Linked DNA regions of Sus scrofa: all the other regions are linked to region 3. A link is a contact called in public Hi-C and promoter capture Hi-C data. All regions are on one chromosome and are shown on one strand. The core of a region is the stretch at or near the end of the contact, and the rest is flanking DNA. Distances in the headings are between cores, read along the strand shown. Region 1 holds the start of LOC110261034 (myeloid cell surface antigen CD33-like). Region 2 holds the start of PRPF31 (U4/U6 small nuclear ribonucleoprotein Prp31). Region 3 holds the start of ZNF331 (zinc finger protein 331).

Region 1 (2,700 bases), core at 128-2,627, 870 kb after region 3:
TATGGCCATACACGTGGCATACGGAAGTTCCTTGTCGGATCCCCAACCCACTGAGCAAGGCCAGGATTCGAACCTGTATCTTCAGGGAGACCATGTTGGGTTCTTGACCCGCTGAGACACAATGGGAACTTTTTTTTTTTTTTTGGCTATGCCCAATATATGTGGAAATTCCAAGGCTGAGGATGGAACTTGTGCCATATCTGACAATGCCAGATCCTTAACCCACTGAGGCACCAGGGATTTCCCAGGAAGTTTATATTAATTTTAGAGGTAAGAAATGTCAACACTTACCGTGAGGTGAGAGAGGAAATTTCATTCATTCACCAGTCGTCTACACTGTGCCTTCAGGTTTCTAGTAAAGATCCAGCCCTTGTCTCTGAGGAAAGTAACATCCGGTTGGAAGGCAGGTTACCTGGCAATCCAATGCCATAGCGAAAGTGCCTGTGATGAGGGCAGCAAAGGCCAGGGATGGGTGGAGTTCTAGCTCTTCTGGACTGGAAAGGGAGTTCTCAGAGAGGTACAGGCCAAGTAAGGGCTCTCAGGCAGTCACAAGGGATGTGAGTTCTGCAGATAATCTTGGGCTCGCAGGTGTTACGTTCTCACTTTACCACTGTGCTGGGAATCCTCCACCAGCTACCAAGTTCTGTGATCTGTTTGTGACCAACCCCACCTCTACCCCAGCAGGGATGGGGCCTCTGCCCAGGACGTGCTCTGGCTCCTGGGTTGGAAAGGGAGGAGGGGTGTGTGCTGTCCGCGGTGCTGATTCAGAGTTAAGCGCTGACTGCATCTCTGGCGGGGGGCAGGGCAGGGGGGGCTGATCACAAAGAACAGAGACCCTATGTCTGGATCCAAGAGGTTCAATATGACAGATGTGCTGGTTGGTGAGAGCTGCCTCTCGAGTCCCCGGTCTCTTGGCTCCTTTAGTTCAAGGGTCTGAGTTTCTGAAACTCTGAGTCTCTATGACACTGGGCGTGGGGACTGGTGGGTTTCAGGAATCTGAGTCTTTGGAACACTCTTCAGAAGACGGAGTGTCGACGGCTGACGCACGCGCAGAGGCCTCGGCTCTCAAACACACTGCTCCCTCTCCCCAGCCGACACGCTCAGGCGCACCATGAACCAGTCCTGCAGGGCACGCGTGCATCCAGGGCGAACCGCTCCTCTCAGAATCTCTGTACTGCGCATGTCCCATCTCCTCTTTTTACACACGCGACCAAACCTTCGGTTCCCACCGAAACCCCATCGCAGAGGGTAAAAACATTATGCTCTATAATCCCTATAAAAGCCTAGCTACAAAAATATATAATTTTAACACAGTCACTTCGCCTTTTAAGCGTCCAGCACGGTGAGAGAGCACTACCACAGCAAAATAACGCATGCGCTACGGCCTTTGCCCCCTGCGCAGGCGCAGAAAAGAAAGAGGGCGGTGCATGCGGCAGTGCATTTTGGGAGCGGTAGGCAGAGTGAAAAATGGGGCCACAAAGGTTGCTGGGAGTTGTAAGCCAAGAGGACCTGGTAACCATAAGTGCCTCAGGAGCCGTTGCATGGGATTCTGGGAGCCGTAGGCAAGGCAGCCTCCAAGGTCTTTTGGGAGTTGTAGTCTCCGGATCCACTTCCGTGCCGGAGTTCCGCGTGTCAGACGGTTTGGACGATCCACCCCCGAGTTCTCCTCAGGTGAGTATTCCCCCGCCTCGAGTTGGTCCGCCCGTGAGCGCCCGCTCTTTGTTGCGGTGTCGTCTGAGGGTTGAAGGTCTCTGTGGGAGTGATGACACTCGCCTCAGTTTTCCCAGCGCCTGTTATCCCAGAGGCCTTCTGGCCACCATCCCCCTTCGGACCCTGCGGCCTGGCCTGTCTCTGGCCCGCACCCTCCCTCCCCCCCTCAGGTTGAGTTTCGACCATTTCCCTGCCCCTGACTCTAGCTGGGTACGTCCGCATTGCCCCTACTCTGTCCTGATAGAATGATGTTACATCCCATGGGTCCTTCTGACAAGGCTGCAATCCGGAGGCATCCCTGAGGCCTGGGCCCCGTTTTCCGGGGGCATTTATCATTCCCTCATCCCTCAGAACTTTACTGAGCACCCATCCTGTGCCAAGTCCACCTCGAGGCAGGGGAGGTCAGTGGTGGAGGAAGCAGACCCTGTCCCTGCGTTTATTGGGCTTGTTGCAGGACTTACGCACAGGGAGACAGGACACCGAGACCTTTTTGCCAGGCAACAGCATATATTCGTGCCCGCACTGGCTTAGCAGGTTCATATCCAAAGGCTGAGCCTCCAACACAGTGGGGCGTGGTCTTACATATCCTCCGTTATTATGATTATTTTTTTCCCTGCTTTGGTCTCTTTGTCCCCCTTATAAGGTAACATACATTCTGTAATTTCTGAGTGGACAGTTATAGATCCATGGATTCAGGTTATGGCACCTTGTTACAGAATCGTGCATGTGCACACAGGTGCTGATGTCACATGTTGCCTTCCCTTTGTTCTCCGAGGGGACTGGGAGGGCCTTCCCCCCTCCCCCCTCCAGGCTCACAGTACAGTACACACCTGTCACCATGAAGGGTAGAGTCGAGATCCAGTGCAGATGGAGGCATACAAGGGGCTCTGCTAGCCCAGAGGGGGCTCCTGACCCAGCCTGGGGTTGATCAAGTCTTCAAAGGGAAGATGCTTAACAGGCACATCAAACCTGACCTGTCCAGATGGAGAA
Region 2 (2,700 bases), core at 168-2,667, 600 kb after region 3:
CCGGTGCCTGACACATATTAGCTGTTCAGTGAATAAATAAATGGATGGAAGATTCATTCAGTTACGCAAGAAAGGCTGGGCATCTAGACAGGCAGCGGCCCGGAGGGACTGGTAATTAAGGCCAGGGGACCTCAAAACGGGGGAATCCACACTCACCTACCTGCTCGATCTCCCGGCAGCGCCGACCTAGTGCCTGATACTTCCTGCGATTTAGTTCCCGCTGGCGGCGCCGGCGGCCCCGCGCTGCCTCTTCCTCTTCATCTCGCTCCCGGAGCCCGGAGCCGCCCAGACCCCCAGACACAAACTCCACTTCTGTTTCAAGCTCGCTCTCCAGGATGTGACCACCGAACAGCGGAGGCAGCGCCAACTCTGAGCCTGGCGGCGCCGAGAACTCTTCAAAGCCCACGGCTGCCATGGTCCTGTAGGGTCAGGGGACTCAGGATCCCTGAACCTCCGCACCTAGTCCCTCCTCCCTCAGACCAGGTGCCAAGCCGCCAGCCCCCTCCTCCCTCAGACGCAGAAGTCCGGAGCCCCCAGCCCCCTCTTCCCAGGATCCACAAGAGTTTGAGCCCCAACCATTTCTTCCCCGGATCTAGGCGTCCAGGCTGCTAGATTCTCCTTCCTCAGGCCCTGGCCCCCAGCACACCCTTCCCAGGATCCAGGAATCTAGACCTCCAGACTCTTCCTCCTCGAGTATCACCGGGGCTTCCAGCCCCCCATCCCTCACTCAAATCCAGGAGTCCCGGCCCCCAACCTCGTCGTCTCTCCTATCAGGAGTCTAAACCCGTAGCTTCCCCACCCTCCACCCCCAACCCAGGAGGCTGGAATACGGACCCCAGTCCCTAAAAGAGTTCTAAGCTAAAGTGCTGCAGGAACTGCAATCCCCGTCAGTCCTCAACGCAGAAGACTGCCATTACGCAGCCGCAAGGTTTTTTGGGATTCGTAGTTTCCCCCAAAGCCACTCACCCCTCTCTCTGCTCCAGCTCCATCTCTCTCCGGCTCCGAGCGCCTCAGGCCTCAGGAGGTCCAATCTCAAACCGCTAGGTTAAATCGTTGGCAAAACTACCGGTCCCATCAGGCTTCACGGCCACCACATCCGGGACTTCGCCGCTACGCCTACTGGGAGCTGTAGTTTCCGATCTCCGGCTCCGCTCCCCAAACCGTCCAACCCCACGCCGACTCCCGGCATAAAGGCCTTGCTTTCTCGTCGAACGTCTCCACCAGTCGCCTGAGTTGCCGTCGCCTTTATTCTTGTCTTGACACCCTGTGGTCAGACTACGGCGATTCTCCGCTGATCAGACTCAGTTCACAGAGGGCCACGAGCCAAACAAGCCCCCTCTACCGCCTGCTCACCCATTCTCTGCCTAGCGGGAAGTGTTAATAAAGTTGTTGTTCCAAACGCGGCCGGGAACGACGCGGGGCGTGGGCCAATCAGAGCGCAGCTTTGCCTCGACGACGGCGCAAGGGTAAGACGTCATCAGTGAGCGTCGACCGCTGTTGGAACGCCTATTTCCTAGGAACGGTTCTGCGAGGGGGAAAGAGGTGAGTGTGATGGGGACGAGAGGAGGGCGGGAGGTCGGATTCCTGGGTCTAGAGGAGGAAGTGTGAAAGTGTCGACCGACTACCCAGAGGCTTCATATGCTCCTACAGTGTTACGGCTTTGGGGCCAAAAAAAATTTCTCAGCGCCCTTAGCGCTTTCCATGGTGCCTGGGGAGACAGGATTAAACAAGTCATTACTTAAAAAATCACCAACGTGTGAAGCGCCTTAGGGTCCACACAGGGCGCATGGGATGTGTTTCACCAAGCAACCTAGGCACTCTGGAGTGGGGTGCAGAATGTAGAATGAGAACCGAAGGATGAGGAAGGTGTTGAGCCGGTTAAAGTGAGGGGAAGAAGTTGGTGAAAGAAAAAATGTGAGAAGGACTAGTGGTGGGGGCTGCGGCTGGAGAGGTTGGCTGGAATCCAGCGAGGATGTGGTACCTGCTACGTGCCAGGTGCTGCGCTGGGCAGTGGGAGTAGCGCGCAATGAAGAGTACGGACTTAGTGCCTAGTTTCATTGAAATTTTCGCTTGATGGGGAAGATGGATATTAAACAAAATGTTAGACATTTAGAGCCTCTTAAGTGTTGAAGCCAACAAAGAGTTCATAAGATGTATAACAACAGCGGGTTAGGCTCTAGTCTTGGTGTCGGAGAAGATCCACGCTGCAGGAAATAGCATCTGTGTCCCTACTTTAGGGATGAAAAAGTTATATATTCAGAGACTCAGAGAGAGGAGACCATATTGAGGTGGGTTAAAGGATTACATAAAATTGCTCATTCACTTATTTACTGAATCTTTCTTCCTTTCTCCTTCCCTCCTTTCTTTTCTTTCTTTCTTTCTTTCTTTTGGCTGTACCGGTGACATAAGGAAGTTCGAGGCCAAGGATCAATCTGAGCCACGCAGTTGTGGCAACGCTGGTTACTTAACCTACTGCAACCAGAGGGAACTCCCTGCCGATTATTTCCTGAATACCTAGTATATGGTAGATATTCTGCTAGTTGGTGGAGATACAGAGATGAACAGACAGATACGGTCCCTAGTTTTGCTTAGTTTAGTGAGGAAACAGAGGATAAGAAGAGATACTTGTGGAGTTCCCATCGTGGCTCAGTGGAAAGGAATCTGACTAGCATTCATGAGGATGCAGGTTCGCTCCCTGGC
Region 3 (2,700 bases), core at 180-2,679:
TAGAAGTTCAGCAAAACCTTTTTTTAAAACAACTTGTGGGAGGCAGGTAAACCTCCAGCATGGAAACTGAGCTCTTTCACAGCAAAGCTGTTAATAAGATGGAACGAGATCTTAACACAAAGTTTTTCACATCACAGGAACCTTAGAAAATACATGAATACTACTGACTCACAGTAGACAGACTTAAACTAAACTTTATAAACAGTATAAAGCGGCATAGTATACGAAAAGAGAACACTTACAGAAAGATTTCATGGCCCTCCTTATCAAAAACAATGCCTGCATCATTACTTAAGGAAACCAGGTATGTCACCCCAAAACATGCTTCTTTGACATAAAAATTACTTTGAGGGAGTTCCGGTTGTTGCTCAGCAGTAAAGAACCCAAATGGTCTCCATGAGGACTCCAGTTTGATCCCCTGCCTTTTTCAGTGGGTTAAGGATCCAGGGTTGCCATGAGCTGTGGTGTGGGTCGCAGATTCTACGTTTCTACGTTGCTATAGCTGTGACTTAGGCAGCTTCAGCTCCATTTCTACCCCTAGCCTAGGAACTTACATATGATATGGGTGCGGCCCTAAAAAGAAAAAAATAATTAAACCTTCTTTAAAAGCAGTAAACACACAAAAGAGCCCCTTCTCTGTCAAAAGGCAGAAAGTAAATTCTTTAAATGACGATAGACTGGGAGTTCCCATGTTGGCACAGCAGAAATGAATCCAACTAGGAACCATGAGGTTGTGGGTTCGATCCCTGGCCTCCCTCAGTGGGTTAAGGATCTGGTGTTGCCCTGAGCTGTGGTGTAGGTCAGCGGCAACAGCTCCAATTAGACCCCCCTCCATATGCCACGGGTGTGGCCCTAAAAATTAATTAATTAATTAATAATAAATGTAGACAGATGGCATCAGAGGACTCTCAAACAAACCTCATTACATGAAGATAAGAGTTATCAGGCCGTAATAGGTCTATCACTAGCCCGGAGCACTGTCAATACTTCACAATTCATCGTTTCTTTGTCTCAAAGGTATAAAAGCTTCCTGCTGTGGACATATCTTCAGGTTTTCATCCTCTTCTGAAAGCCCCCATGTACATGAAAGAACGTAATAAAATTTGTATGCTTTTCTCGCATTAAAAGAAGAAAAGGAGAAAAGAAATCCGAAGAGCTGGCAAAGCTCCCAGCATTTTGAAATTCCGCGGCTCTGAAACGCATTCCCTCCAAGTCTGGAGGTACAGCGCTCCTTTAGGGGTAGGGGAGACGCCTTCTGAAGGCCTTGTCTAGCGCCCCCGAGATGCGAACTACATTTCCCAGAAACCTCTGAGGCACAGCTCCACTCCTGCCTCTTGAGGGGTTGCATGCTGGGTAAGCGAGCCATTGAGTGTTCAGCTCCGCGGATCTCTGGGTTTCTAGACTACATGTCCCAGAAGGCTCTGGAGCACCGCCCCCAGTAGAAACTCGCCCAGTTGCATGCCGGAAGATGCGCTTTCTGCGCGAAGATTTTTTTTTTTTTTTTCTTTCTTTTTTTTTTTTTAAAGCTCTGGTTTCCTGGTGACGGTGTCTGGAGATAACCTCAACGCTCGCGCTCGCTCCGGACGCCCTGTTGGTTGTTAGGCCCCAAGCGGTGAGTTAGTAGCATCCCAGGAGGACACCAGCACGGAACGCGGCGGGCGACTGCGGTGAAAGAGAGGCGGAGAGGCCCGAAACAGAGCCTCGGCCTCTGGCTCCCGGGAGCGGCTGCGGAGGAAGTGCGAGTGTGTGTGTGTGTGTGTGTGTGTGTGTGTGTGTGTGTGTGTGTGTGCGCGCGCGCGCGGATCGGGCTCAGCCGTGTGCATAGAGCGAGACGCGCGCGTGAGCGTCGGCGAGGGAGACAGGCCGGGTACCTGTACTGGTGACGCACTTGCGCGTGAGTGTGGGCGGGGGGCGGGGGGCGCGACTCGGCGCCATCCCCGTGGCTGTGCGTCGCGTGGGCATCTGGAAGGGGGACGCGGCTAGGCTGTGACGGGCTGTGACTCGGCCACTCTGCTCTGCGTGAGTTACATGCGCGTGGGCCCTGCGTGGGTGGCGGGGCCCAGATGTGTCTCGGCGGCTGAGATGAGCCTTTGCACTTAAGTGGGATTGGCAGAGACACACACCATGTCTCTGGCGTGGGCGTCAGTTCTTGTGACAGAGTCAAGGGGTGTCTCATGGTGGTTTGTGCCATCGCTTGGCTGTGACAGGTGCAGGATTGTGTTTGGATGTGTGGCCGCGGATTGAGTGAGCACGGTTGTGTGTGACAGTGTAACCTGTAGCTCTCATGTTTCTGCTGCTCCCTCTCCCTTCACGTTCCAACCTTCTGGTCCTTGTTTGGGGACAGTGGCCCCGAATACAAGTCAAAGCCTGAACCCTGTGATGAAAATGACAAGAATGGCACAGACATAGTCGTGAGATGGCAATCTCAGAGCCATAGGTGCTCGCCATCTCAAATTCAGGTTACCTGAGTGACAGGGTGAAAAAGCCTCGGGAAGAAGATCCCCTTTTCGGATGGGAGAGGACCCTGACCAGGTAGCTGGGGGTAGAAGACAGCTACATATTTCAGAACTCCAATTATTAGAGCCTAGTCACCAGGGATCTCCGAAATTCTGAGATCTCAGTGCCCTCTTATTTCTGATTGGTTTAAGATAAGACGTGGGAACAGGTGGGGCATTGGAGGATATTTTCTGATGTAGTCTG

What was found. Promoter capture Hi-C pulls out the DNA fragments that hold promoters and counts their contacts. Hi-C and Micro-C count contacts between places; a contact is called where the count stands out from the background.
Region 1: a Hi-C map of liver shows a contact between it and region 3, with 10 times the contacts expected there. The contact joins the promoter of LOC110261034 here to the promoter of ZNF331 in region 3. A contact is called at or near these places in 1 of 5 promoter capture datasets (liver) and 3 of 47 Hi-C or Micro-C datasets (heart right ventricle and liver).
Region 2: a contact with region 3 is called in a promoter capture Hi-C map of liver, with 5 times the contacts expected there. The contact joins the promoter of PRPF31 here to the promoter of ZNF331 in region 3. A contact is called at or near these places in 1 of 5 promoter capture datasets (liver) and 3 of 47 Hi-C or Micro-C datasets (heart right ventricle and liver).

The regions. Positions count from the first base shown.
Region 1 is chr6:55,744,541-55,747,240 of Sscrofa11.1, reverse strand. It overlaps LOC110261034 (myeloid cell surface antigen CD33-like), which reads right to left and starts at 1,377. Exons shown (of 6, transcript XM_021094852.1): 1 at 292-1,377. The coding sequence starts at 316. CTU1 (cytoplasmic tRNA 2-thiolation protein 1) reads left to right here and starts at 1,498. Exons shown (of 4, transcript XM_021094859.1): 1 at 1,498-1,671.
Region 2 is chr6:56,010,224-56,012,923 of Sscrofa11.1, reverse strand. PRPF31 (U4/U6 small nuclear ribonucleoprotein Prp31) reads left to right here and starts at 1,417. Exons shown (of 14, transcript XM_003127413.5): 1 at 1,417-1,542. It overlaps TFPT (TCF3 fusion partner), which reads right to left and starts at 1,428. Exons shown (of 6, transcript XM_021094886.1): 1 at 967-1,428; 2 at 161-419. The coding sequence starts at 989.
Region 3 is chr6:56,610,176-56,612,875 of Sscrofa11.1, reverse strand. It overlaps ZNF331 (zinc finger protein 331), which reads left to right and starts at 1,429. Exons shown (of 5, transcript XM_021097273.1): 1 at 1,429-1,612.